2 separate regions of the Mus musculus genome follow, and region 2 is linked to region 1. Evidence: chromatin contacts called from public ChIA-PET data. All regions are on one chromosome and are shown on one strand. The core of a region is the stretch at or near the end of the contact, and the rest is flanking DNA. Distances in the headings are between cores, read along the strand shown. Region 1 overlaps Abcb1a (ATP-binding cassette, sub-family B (MDR/TAP), member 1A). Region 2 holds the start of Abcb4 (ATP-binding cassette, sub-family B (MDR/TAP), member 4).

Evidence for each region. ChIA-PET counts read pairs in DNA pulled down with a chosen protein or histone mark.
Region 2: a contact with region 1 is called in an RNA polymerase II ChIA-PET map of effector CD8 T cells, with 10 read pairs. The contact joins the promoter of Abcb4 here to the enhancer-like site in region 1. A contact is called at or near these places in 4 of 39 promoter capture datasets (the 3T3-L1 cell line, the C10 cell line and pre-B cells), 3 of 115 datasets of contacts at active chromatin or transcription factors (effector CD8 T cells, embryonic stem cells and memory CD8 T cells) and 1 of 9 other capture datasets (adipose tissue).

Annotation. Positions count from the first base shown.
Region 1 is chr5:8,666,648-8,672,866 of GRCm38.p6, reverse strand. All of the region lies in intron 5 of Abcb1a (ATP-binding cassette, sub-family B (MDR/TAP), member 1A), which reads right to left. Among named protein-coding and RNA genes, the nearest start is that of Gm31157, 26 kb to the left of the region's middle. Within about 2 kb of position 3,071, at least 34 of the 459 cell types and tissues checked have an H3K27ac peak or open chromatin away from gene starts, as enhancers often do. A contact at or near this core is called in effector CD8 T cells and memory CD8 T cells, where this site is marked.
Region 2 is chr5:8,889,957-8,896,175 of GRCm38.p6, reverse strand. Abcb4 (ATP-binding cassette, sub-family B (MDR/TAP), member 4) reads right to left here and starts at 2,455. Exons shown (of 28, transcript NM_008830.2): 1 at 2,269-2,455; 2 at 2,012-2,088. The coding sequence starts at 2,082.

The DNA of each region.
Region 1 (6,219 bases), core at 1,822-4,321:
AGAAAAATACCAAAGAAACATAATTTCAGAAAGCTTAAAGAGCAGAGGGAGGGGAAAAAATAGTCCAGGCAGTGTGCACACTGCCTCTTCTGGCAGCGATTACAAAGAACAGCTATAAAATGGAGCCAACAATCATTACCTCCTTGTGGAAGTCAGTCATACAGGAGTGATGCTTCCTCCTGGTTTTGAAGGAAGACAAGTGTTCAGAAGCAAGGTGGAAGACATCCTAGCCAGGAGGAAAAGCAAGCAGAAGCAAGAAAGATCCAAATGGACTTTGAGAAGACGCAAGTTTCACAAGTTAGAGTTTTGATACATGAAAGCACAAAAATAAAGTATATTAACTACCAATAGGTACTGTCCATGGAGATGGGAAAACTGGAAGAGTCGGGTGCTTGAAAGGATGAAGAGCACAGAAGTCTCTTGAGTGTTTGCACTTTTGTACAGGAAGTGCCACCCAGGATGTTAGAAACTCAACATCCGTTTTATAGCGGCAGTCATGGGAATGGATTAGATCATAAAAAGTGAGTAAAGAAGTGTGTGGAGTAAAGCCAAATCTGGACACAACGCAGCAAGGATAGAATGTTGACTTTTCTAGACCTTGAGATAAAAGAGGACGAGAAAAAGTAACTAACAGGTTGTGGTGCAAGGCCAATGAGGCCATTTCATTCACAATGTTCTATGCCCACAGGTAAGCCAGGCAAAGAGTCAGATGGTAGAAACATAGGAAGTAAGCTGGGATAATCGCCTACAAAATAAAGGAAGTAATTATTTCAGTAACCTGGGAAAGGGTATCATCTGTAGGAAACAAAACTAGGAAGTGAAGCAATATGGTCTCACAATGCCCTGTAACTCCTTTTCACTGCTAGGGAATGGTATAGAAAGTTGTCATTGTCTTAAACAAGTGATCAAAGAACACCATAAATAAATGGGGAAATACCATGACATTTGCTGTTTTTAGAGGTTTGTTGTTTGTTTGTTTGTTGTTGTTTCTTTACTAAAAGTGTTTCATCTAAATGCAATAAAACATTTAGATGTAACTTCTACATATAAAAGGCTAGGCATGGAACACTAAATGTAATGATGTTCCAAGGAAATGGCATAACCGGAGTATCAGGTAGAACATTCTTGTCCATTTCTTTCAGACCATTCTAAAGAGAAATCAATGAACACTCTTCCCAGTTGTCTTATTTTAAACCAACCAACTGCAAAACACAATTTTTTAGATAATTTGGGAAATTGAATGTAAAAAATATAATATTAAGAAAATGTCTTGATAAATAGGGTAAATATATTTTATAGGAAATGTTTTACAGAAAAGCCTTTGAAATTAATAAAGTGACATGGCTATATATAAAATACCTTGAAACTTGTAGATGTAGCTGAAACATGACATGGTAACATGTTAGTAATTATTAGCCATACATGATGTATTTATGAGTGTTGTTTTCTATTCTTTCTTGTTTGAGATTTTACATAGTAAAACTTGGCAAAGAGAAGATGGTTTCCAAAACAGAGAGAAGTATTTCTATTCATCTCAGACAGGAATGAGCGAAGAATGAACACAGATATTGATATATTTCTAGCAACAGAGATAGAAAGAGGAGTTGGCTTTCTCATTTCTTTGTGACCTTGTGAAAGAAAGGATGAGATTTGAGGAAAGTGGTCACATAACAGTGAGCAGGATGAAAGTGGACACCAAATGACTCAACTTTATAATTTATTAGGAAAGAGGCTGGTGTGGCCAAGTAGAGGGTCTCTCAGGGAACATTACAAAAGATGGGGCAGAAGAGCCAGAGGACCAAGAAGTCTGTTGTGAGAATGTGCCTCCTAGAAATTACAGGGAACTTTTACTCATGATATCTCAATAAGACTTGTCTACACAAAACCTGAAGAAGGGCAACACTAATAGACATGCTAAACTGGATGTGGGGGAGGGGGGTCTCATTGAGCCTCACCCCCAGAAAACAGAACTACAGACAACCAAGAACTGCTGAGAGAGGGAGAATTAGTCTCCTCAAGGATGAGCCCCTGATGGGTTAGCTAACACCAAGCAGTCAGTCCTGAAATGATACGCATACAAACAAGGCTACATGGATGCAGCAGGTTGTGTTTATATGTTGATGCATATATAAGTAAAAAGAGGCCAGGAACTTGGAAGAGGGTGGCTTATAGAACTAGAAAGAGAATGGGAGAGATGATGTAATTTATTATTACTAAAAAAAATTGAGCCTCAGTTTTGGTATTTATAAAATGTTTTAAAAAAATCAACACAGCTGTTACAAAGATTACAAAGCAATGCAGAAAACTTTTATCAAGAAGGTAGTATGAAACATGAAATATCCATTACTATTATTGGTTTGCAAACATAACTAAGAATTTTCAGACTCTCATAGTCAAAGAAGAAGAAGGCAAAGTTGTAACAACATATCAGGTACAGCATAAGACTGTATAAGCATATAACTTAACTAGTTATAGTTGAAGGCCTTTAACATAAAAGGAAATGGAAACTATTTGGTTAGAGACTGGTAGAAAGGACAGAGAAAGTAAACCAAGAACACAGAACGAAACAAACTGGTATTGAAAGCTAAAGGTGAATCGTGCCAGGGAAGAAGTGGAAAGTACAGGCAGAAAAGCCCTTTAGATAATATTCATGGCATGAATAGAAATATGACTTCACTAGAGCCACTGAGTTAGAGAATTCATTCACTCATTCAACATTTTAAGTTTGTTTAAAGAGCTAATGAGATTCATGTTTGGCTCTAAGTACTGGCAATGATGGTGGGTAACACAGGCTACCTGTCCTTAGAATGCTTAGAGTGCATGCAGTTGGGAATAGGAATGGATATGGTCACTATCCACCCAGTGTCTAGGAACCTACTAAGGCTCTGAGCACTCTTCTAGACTCCTGAGGAACAACAGTGAGCAAAACATTAAAACACTCCACTCTTGTGAGCACACATTCAGGAAAAAGAGAAACATCAGCAGTGGGGAAGCGGCTAAGCAGTTACAGGATATAACTTCAGGTGACTGATAGGGCCAGTGGGTTTAGACAGGCAGGTCAGGGAACATCTTTCTGAGATGAAACCTCAGTAACAGGAAGGATGCAGCTTTTGTTGTGGGGATCTCTAAGTCATGCATTCAAGTAGAAAGCATACATGCAAAGATGCTTAAGTAGACACAAGCTTGGTATATATTAAAGAACAAACACTATAATAAGAATGGGAGCAGATGTCTGTAATTAGATCATAAATAAGAGAGTCATACCATAAATGGTATGCATATAAGAAACAGCTTAGTTTTTACTCCAAAGTTTCCCTTAAGTAAAAAGGAAACGCATTAGAACCCTTAAGTAGAGAAGAAAAGCAGTACAGCACTCGAAGGACTGGACTGAAGTGAACTCGTGTGACTCTGACAGGTTGGCCTTGGGAAGTATGAAGCTGGAGTGGCTGCTAGAATAAAATAAAGCCTTGCCAGGAACGAGAGGCAAAGGAATGTCACTCCTAACATGTGCACAGTCTGGCCCTGGGACACTGTCTGTGAATGTGCTTTCTTACATTGTCTGACATGGTAAACAGGACTGCAGATGTTAGGAATCTGGGAAAGATTACCCTGGGACATTCAGATAAACCCACTGTAATCATAAAGATGCTTCTAAGAGGCAGGTAGGTGCTCAGAGACTATGGTGATACCAAGGAGGGGACATGGGAATGTAAGAGCCCCTAGAAGCTCAAAATGGGGAGGAAACAGATTCTTACCAAGAACCTCCAGAATGAATGCAATCTTCCTGACACACTGACTTTAGTTTACCCAAGAACTGGAAGAGCATAAATTTGTGTTGTCTTAAATCTATCTCGTGGCATTTTCTTCTTAAATCTACCTAATGGCATTTTCTACAGCAACACTATAGAATAAATGCACAGAGTCAAAAAGAGTGATAATAAAAAGAGCTAGCTTTCTTTAGAAGGAATCAGAAGCTATAACTGAAACTGATACATCTGAGTTCATGACTTCATGGACAGAGCCATCTTAGGAGAAGAGGACCATGGTGTAAGTATAATTGGCAAAGGCAGAGTATGGGTGGGGATGTTATAATTGAGTCAAAGAAAACAGTCTGGTCTGATACAGCTACTAAAATAGAAGGATGACTGGGGCATAGGTAAATGAAGCTGAGCAAGGAGGAGTAAGTAAGGGATATCATTGTGAATGGATAGAAAGAGTGCTTGGCATGAGGATCAAACACATTTCAAAAACATCTGTAAAGAAGCAGATGAATACCAGCTTTGTCAGTGATTCAGGGGATACAGGATTGAGAAACTCCTAAAGGGGAAAGGTGACACCAGAAGACAAAGAGGTGGGAGGAAAACCACACTGTAGTATCACAGAAACAATGCAGTGGCCATGACAAGGGCAGCTTCGAAGTCAGGCAGAGTTTTCAGATATCCACAGAGCTGAGTAAGTGATAGGGATAGAAACCAAATTCCAAAACATTCAAGCTAATTGGCAGCAAAGATTTAAGAGACTTGCCAATGGGCCAAACTCCATTCAGAAAGACTGGGGAAATGGAAGAAAAGGAGTGACCGTAGCTGTGTAGAGAAGAGGTGGGAACCAAAGTTCAAAGTTCAAGTGAATGATGTGATGTAAGAACTGGGCCAGGTGTGGTGGTACACAACTATAATCACATTACTTCTACTAAGCTAGAAAGAATATGCTCGTTTCAAGGCAGCATGGACTATACAGTAAGACTTTAAAGAAACAAACACCTCACTAACACTGGGTGTCTCTACCGTGAAGAACAGGAGGGAACAGATCCAAGTTCGGGTAGGTTTGTAAGATTATCACTGTTATAAAGGTCAAGGAGTGGTTGTTCATATAACAATAAAAGTCACAGGGTGAGTAAGAAGATCAGGAGTGGGAAGAAGACACTAAGCCAGGCGGCAAAGTCTTCAATGGCCAGATGGTCGTAAGATAACAGCATTAACAAAGAACTCTTCAGCTTCAGAGAGGTTACATTTTAACCAACCGTATGCTATCACAAACGATTACAGTTTTAAAAAGAAATAGTCTACTCATGTATCTAGGGAAAAGTTGTACCTTCCAGTACAATAGGTATGTGACTGTGAATTGTAGAACATTACATAACTTCTTAGTGTGCATTCTGCCCAGCTATGATAAGAGGATAAGAGGACTTCAAACATCAGACAATGCATGTAAGGTCCTGACCAAGGACTGGTTCCTGACTCTGAGTGCTGCCATGCATTTAGAATGATGATGGCTAATATGGTGCATAGTGTAGACAGCTCAGGGTTAAATCTGCCACAAAATGCTAACAGGGTGTGTGAACTTTGAGGAGCTCATTTTAAAGGAATCACAAACAACTTGGCACTTCTTCTTTTACTTCCACCTGTCCAGTTTCCCCTACTTCATTTCAAGTTTATTCTACATTTGTGTTTCTAACTAAAATGAGGCCTGACATAAAAAGAAAACTGGTATAAAAATGTGCATGAGTTGTTTGCTTTGTAGCCATTCCCTCAAGACAGCTAAGGTTCCCTAGTAAACATAAGTGAACTTTGGGAGCAGAAAGAGCCCAGAAATGTTTAGAGAAAACCACTTAGATATTTGGTATCTAGCATGTGAATCTGGGAAGGATCCATCATTGTAAATGGTAAATGTGGCCATTTTGCAGTATGAATTATGCTAAGTGAATAAATCTACAATTTTGTTACATGCTATGTAGGAAGTTCCTTAATGATCAGCTCAGAGTGAGAACCTTGGCCCTGTCACTGAAGGGCCACCAACAAGCATTATTTTGAATCTGTTGTCATAACTTGCAACTCCTTGCTGGTGAAATGGGTGTTTTGGACAGGTAACTCTGGGAGTTTGTTCTCTTCTGAACCTCATTCCATGTGACTTTCACCATTACTGACTTTTTTTTTGTATCCTCTTGTAATAATAAAACTTAGCTGCAGCTTTTCAGAGAGCTGTTGTCATAGCCACTGAGGTTTATCTGAGATGTCATTATTGCTAATTAAATACATCACCCAATCTATAGGAACATCCTGAGTTCTGAGTTCTCCTAGTAAGTCATTAGTCTCAGAGTTCTTTGAAATCCCCAATATGCATGTTTTATTCTTACCTAGAAAGTATTTTAAAAAACAAAAAACATTGCAATAGTATTAAAATTTACCCTAAAACCTTCAGAATATACATCTGTGTTTATAG
Region 2 (6,219 bases), core at 1,206-3,705, 220 kb before region 1:
TCTGTTACTTCCCCCCCCCCCCATTTTTCTTGCTACATTCCCATTAGAATAGTCCCACTTAACTTCTATTTACATTTGCTTTAGTGTACTGGAAACTGTAGCCAATATAATTACTTAAGAACTCAGGCTACTTCTCTACTCAGGAAATAGCAATGGCTCCATTTCTTCTCAGAGTGAAATCAAAACCTTTATATTGGCTACTCAGTCCACACTCTCTGAGGGTACCATCATGACACCATCCCCCGCTCCCAGCTGCTCAGATAGGCAGACCTGGTTTCTCTGCTACTTTGTGAATGCAACAAATACAGTCCGGACCTCAGGATCATTTAGCTCTAAATTGTTGCTGCCAGAAAATGCTCCCCAAATACCCATGGTTCTTTCTGCTTATTTCCCCTTTCTCAGTAATTGACTTAAAAATAAGACCTACCCTAACCACCCTCCTTAAAATGGATAGACACTTCTGCTATGTTCTCCTAATTTTCTCAGTCTTCATTAATTTTCTTCACACTTGGTACCTTTCAACAGATGGACATTTGCCACTGAATATATACAAGAGAATGTGCCACAGGCTATGCAGCATATCTAGAACAGGTATATTAGCCCTCCTCAGTTTGTTGTGCCTAACAGAAGTGGGCTTAGCTTTCCTTGAAGGTACCGCCCTTGGTATTATTATATAAAAATTAGTCCCATATTTCATTTTGTAATCTTACAATATCAAGCTAGTTCTAACTTTGTGTATTTCGGTTTTGAGGTGTTTCCTTCTTCCTAACCACATGCTGTGAGCTTCTTCTGAGAGCTTCCTGGGCCCTGAGTGTTACTACACCTTTTCCAGGGACTGCTCCTTCTAATACTAGTCAGTGTGCTCAGCCAGTATAATACATAAATAGCCGTCTTCGTGAAAATGCCATCTATTAATAGAGTCACAGTCATCCCCAGCCTAAATTGCCAGATGACAAAACCACATTTTTCTATTAGAAGTAACACCATCCATACATTTGGGGTTTGTTTGTTTGTTTGTTTGTTTTTGTTTTTGCTTTTTTATGACTCGATATGGACAAACCTAAATTTTCTGTGAATAAATGTCACGATTCTAAGAATGAGTAGGGCGATGCCACGGTCCAAAGCAATTAACAGAAGCAATGCTTCAGTTTAAGATTCAGATAGGCATATTTGTCAGTTGGCTAATCAGGCCCCTTGCAGCTTGAGAACCAACTACAGAAGCTGATAAATTTTCTCCCTCTAGAAGACAACTTCATGACACATGTCAGTTTGTTCCGGGTGGCCTAGCATGAACTCAGAGACTGTAATAGCCTCATAAACTATTTGAAGCTGAGGGTAAAAATGATTCACTGTCCCCACAGCGAAAGAGGAAACACGCACACACTTGCCTAGGCCCTTCTGCCTGACAGAAAGCCGTATGTGTGCTTCACTGTGGCTGGGGGAGAACGAGAGTCAGGGAGAAAGACAGACCCACTGGCAGGGGAAGCGTCGAGGTTCACCCTCTTGCAACTGGGGGAAAAAAACTGATTTCGAAGCAGAAGTTAGTGAAGAATGAGGTTGTTCTCCATGTCACCCCCTAGAGAGGAGAAATAGGGCAAACAGTCTACAGATGGGAGAAGGGGAAGACGAGGCAAAGAAGAGAAACACAGGAAGAGGGGGGCCTTGCTTCGCTACCCTTGTTCAGAAGTACAGCCATCAATAGCAGGTGTCTGAAGTTCTACCAACTCGAGTAGCCAGATGATGGCTAAAAAGAGTGAAACGTTTACTTTATAAAAATACAGTGAATGTTACACAACGCCAATATTCATCAAATCACCCGTGTCCAGGGGAGGGGGGCGCTTTTGAAGACAGCCTCTTCTCTCTGAACCTGTTCCAAAAGGAGCCTGGGAGACAGTCCTCAAGAACACTTAAAGACTTCATCCCAAAGGCCGGAGGCATCAACCGGTTCTCACAACTTCTTTTCAGGACTCCGCTATAACGGAAAAGCCAGTGACTCTGCGGTCCTGTATACCTGATGCTGCCTAGTTCAAAGTCGCCGTCCAGGCGCCGTGCTGTTCCGTTTCTCGCTGCCTCAAGATCCATCTCAGCCTGGGGAGAAACCACAGCCTCAGGTCCAAGTGCACCCGGCTCAGCTGCCTGGAGAGGGGGACCTCCAGGCTCCGCGCAGAGCCGGCGCAGAGCCGGGGGCACTGGTGGCAGCCGCTCCCCGGCAGGTCCCACCGCAACTGCCTTCCCTCGGTCCCTTTCTCCCGCCGCGTCCTCCCTCACCTGAACTTCACGCGCGTGTTGGCCGCAGCGGGTGGCGCGCAGACCTGGACTTTGCTCGCCGCGGCTCGTCCCCGCCTCCCACACGCACCCGGCGCCGGCGACGCCTCCCGCTGCGGCGGGGGCGAGGGCCCGGGCCCGCAGGAGAGCTCCCGCAAGCCCCGCAGGCTCTGCAGGCCCCAGCGCCACCAGCGTGTCGCCCTCGCCGCCAGGGGCGCGCGTCTCCGCGGCCGCCCACCCGGGCGAGCTGCCAGCAGCCCGCAACGCAGCACCAGCTGCAGCCGATAAGCCTGCTCGATGCCTCCTCTGGCAGGCTACGGGCCCCTAAAAGTGACTGCCACACCTCCCCCATGCTGAGTTTTCTTTTAGAACACACTGGGGAAGTAATTTCCACCAGTTCAACAACCAGGCGCTCTGAGATCCCAATAGGAAGTTAAGTAGCGAGGTCGCCACTTATGCATCCTCGGCTCGAGTCTATATGGCACCAAATTGCAACTAACACCCCAGATGCTGAAGATTAAGCAGGTCCAGCCCAGAATCGTCAGCTTAAACTCCTTGGAGATGAGGAATATCGCTGGTGTCCCACACGGGGGAGGGCACATAGAGACACAGAACTTGGGGGCTGAAAAGGATTCCCCTATTAAAAGCACACACTTAAAAAATATTATTCATTTTACATCCTGATCTCTGCCCCCTCTCTCGGTACCCGCCTCACACAGTCTCTTCCCCAATCCCCCTTACCCTGTCTTGTCAAGTCTCTGCAGGAATAGGTGAATCCTCTCCCACTGAGACCAGACAAGGCAGCTAGCTTCCAAGCTTCACAATTTGAATTTGATCTCTGCTACAGACATAGTGGAAGGAGACAATGGTCTCTCAAATTGTTCTCTGATTTTCATACATGCATCATGGAACATGTGCACTCCTATACATCAAACCACGTGCAGAAAATAAATAAAATGAGAGAAAAAAGCACGTACTTTTGGTTTGGTTTTCACAAAAGTGAAGACATCGGTGTTCAGAGAAGCTAAGTAACATCTCCATTCCCAACGCTGCATCTTTCAGACTGGCACCGATGCAAAGCCTATTGACTGTGGCTGTTCTGATTTCCTACTCTAATCCCTCCATGCCAAATCGTCTTACTCTTAGGGCCTATGTGAATATGGCTTCCTTGTGAGTTCTCATCGATTTCTCCACTCTTCCCAAAACGAAGGCGCTAAATCAGATAATAAAGCGACACCTTCTGAGCTTCAAGCAAGCAAGTTTCATACTTAAGAGCTTCACAGGTCAGTGTGTGGCTGTGGGCACTGCTTATTTCTCTGGGCTTCAGTTTCTTAAGAGTCTGTCTTCCTTATTAGGTTACTGTGAAAGTACTTAGTGTTGCTTTTAAAACATAGCACCTGTATAATATGTGGCTTGCTTTTCTCCTAGTCCAGTGGCTGAATTTGCGGCTGAGCCTTGTTCTGTGTGGCATTTGCACAATAGCTGTCTAACTGCTTTCCAGACAACCTTAAAGTATGAAGAGTAGAAGAGTTGTCACACAGACCCTGAAGGCAGCTCTGCTCTGCCGTTTACCGGTGCTCTGGCTTTGGATGGGTTATTTAAATCTCAATTCAGTCTCAACATCCATTAAAATAGGGGATCTAGTAAGGTTGGAAACAATGAGTATAAAGTGTCCTCCACACTTACTAAATGACAACTACTGTCATGGTTAAAAGCTTAGAAGAGATGGGCGGGAGAGTAGGGAAGAGCGTGCAGATACATCCAGCTGAGTGTCCTGGGCATCTCCATCTGGCTCTTCACATAGGGGGAGCTGATTGCAACTATGAGATAGACATGAATGTAGTTACATATTTGGGCTCAATTTCCAGTCTACCCCAACCACAAGAAGTTGTCTTGATGGAACAGAAGGCCTTTCCTTCACCAGTTTACCAGGTGTTCAGATTATTATTGTATGGTATCCCGAGGCTAAAGCAACTACGGAGGTGAAAGCAGTTAGAATTGCTAAGTTCAAGAGGGGAGTTTTAGGTAACTGGGGGACATTACAGAATTCAGTAGTGTCTAAGGGATGACATATGCCTGCCAATCTCTAATATAAGACAGCCTGAGGGAGTGGAATCAAGACTCATGAAGGAATGAGAAGAGTCTGAATTAAACATAAATGAACAAAAACCTGGAAGGAGTGAAGTGGGTTACTTTTTCTGACTGTCTGATCCAACCCACAAGGTTGTCCTTGCAAGAGGTTCTCTGCATGAGCACAAAAGTTAGAGGTAGGCCCACAGTGTCTACAGGGAAGGAGAGGTCACATCTCCATAGCTACACTTATATATTTGCCCAAGATGAAAAGCTGTACCATCTAAAATCCCAGTAGCACTATTATAGAAAAAAATTAAAACTATTTAAAATATACCTTGAAGAGTCCTTTTTATTCCATTTTGTCTCCACTCAGAAACTAGGCCATAAACAATTTGCTATCAATCCTGCAGCTGATCTGCCTGTCTGAGTTTCTCTGAGGCTAGAAGCTGCAGTTTAGTACCTCATAGTAAAAACTGTGGGAGGCTAGGTAAAGAAGCCTTTTGTTCTATCTCTGCAAGAGACTCTCAGCTTTGAGTTAAAGTCTAGGGAAGAAAACTGGAGGGAGACCTGTCTCTGCTCTCAGCACTGTACAACAACTTAAGAGATTGTATTCACCACAGGGCCCCCAATGAAGGAGCTAGAGAAAGTACCCAAGGAGCTAAAGGGATCTGCAACCCTATAGGAGGAGGAACAATATGAACTAACCAGTACCCCCCACCCCCAAGCTTGTGTCTCTAGTTGCATATGTAGGAGAGAATGGCATAGTTGGCCATCAATAGGAGGAAAAGCCTTGGTCTTATGAAGATCATATGCCCCAGTACAGGGGAATTCCAGGGCCAGGAAGCAGGAGTGGGTGGGTTGAGGAGCAGGGCTGGGGGAAGGTATAGGAGACTTTCAGAGAGGAAACTAGGAAAGGAGATAGCATTTTAAATGTAAATAAAGAGAATATCTAATAAAAAATTTTTAAAGTAAAACTAAAAAACAAATTAAAAATAAAATAATAAAATAAAAAATAAAGAGACTGTGTTCACATGGTAAAAAGTTAATTACAAGTTTGCACATACATTTAGGTCATAAATTGAAAAAGAGATTTATAACAGAGAATTCATATATGAATATACCCTAGAATTAATTATCTGGCTGAACATTCATCATTTGTTACTAGCTTACAGATTCATGGAGAGTTAAAAAACATAACTAAGTTTTCCTTGTAGTTTTGTATAGATAAACTCAGTCACTATTTTATCTCATGTCTTTGCACCTGTGGTGTATATCTTTAGCTCCTTTTTTTATTGGATATTTTCTTTATTTACATTTCAAATGTTATACCCTTTCCCAGTTTCCCCTCTCAAGCCCCCATCCTCTCCCCACCCCACCCCCTGATTCTATGAGGGTGTTCCCCTCACCCACCCACTCACTCCTGCCTCACCGCCCTAGCATTCCCCTATACCGGGGCATCAAGCCTTCACAGGACCAAGGGCCACTCCTCCCATTGATGCCCTACAAGGCCATCCTCTGCTACATATGTGGCTAGAACCATGGGTCCTACCATGCCTACAGACATACCTTATGTAGGCATTTTCTCAAATTAGAGTTCTTCTTCCCAAATGATTCTAGCTTGTGTCAAGTTGAAAAAAGAAACCAACCTAAAATAATGCCCATCAACAGAAAAATAGATAAGAAAAACACTGTACATGTACAGAATGTAATATTACTCATCTATAAAGAAAAATGAAATTTGCAAATAAACAGAACTAGAAAAACTAAGACAGGAAACTAAGACCTAGAAAGACCAATACTACATGTTCTTACTCATACGTAGATCCTAGCTTCAGATCTTTGGTTTGTATTTTTAACCTGGAATCTAAGTATAAGCAAGTG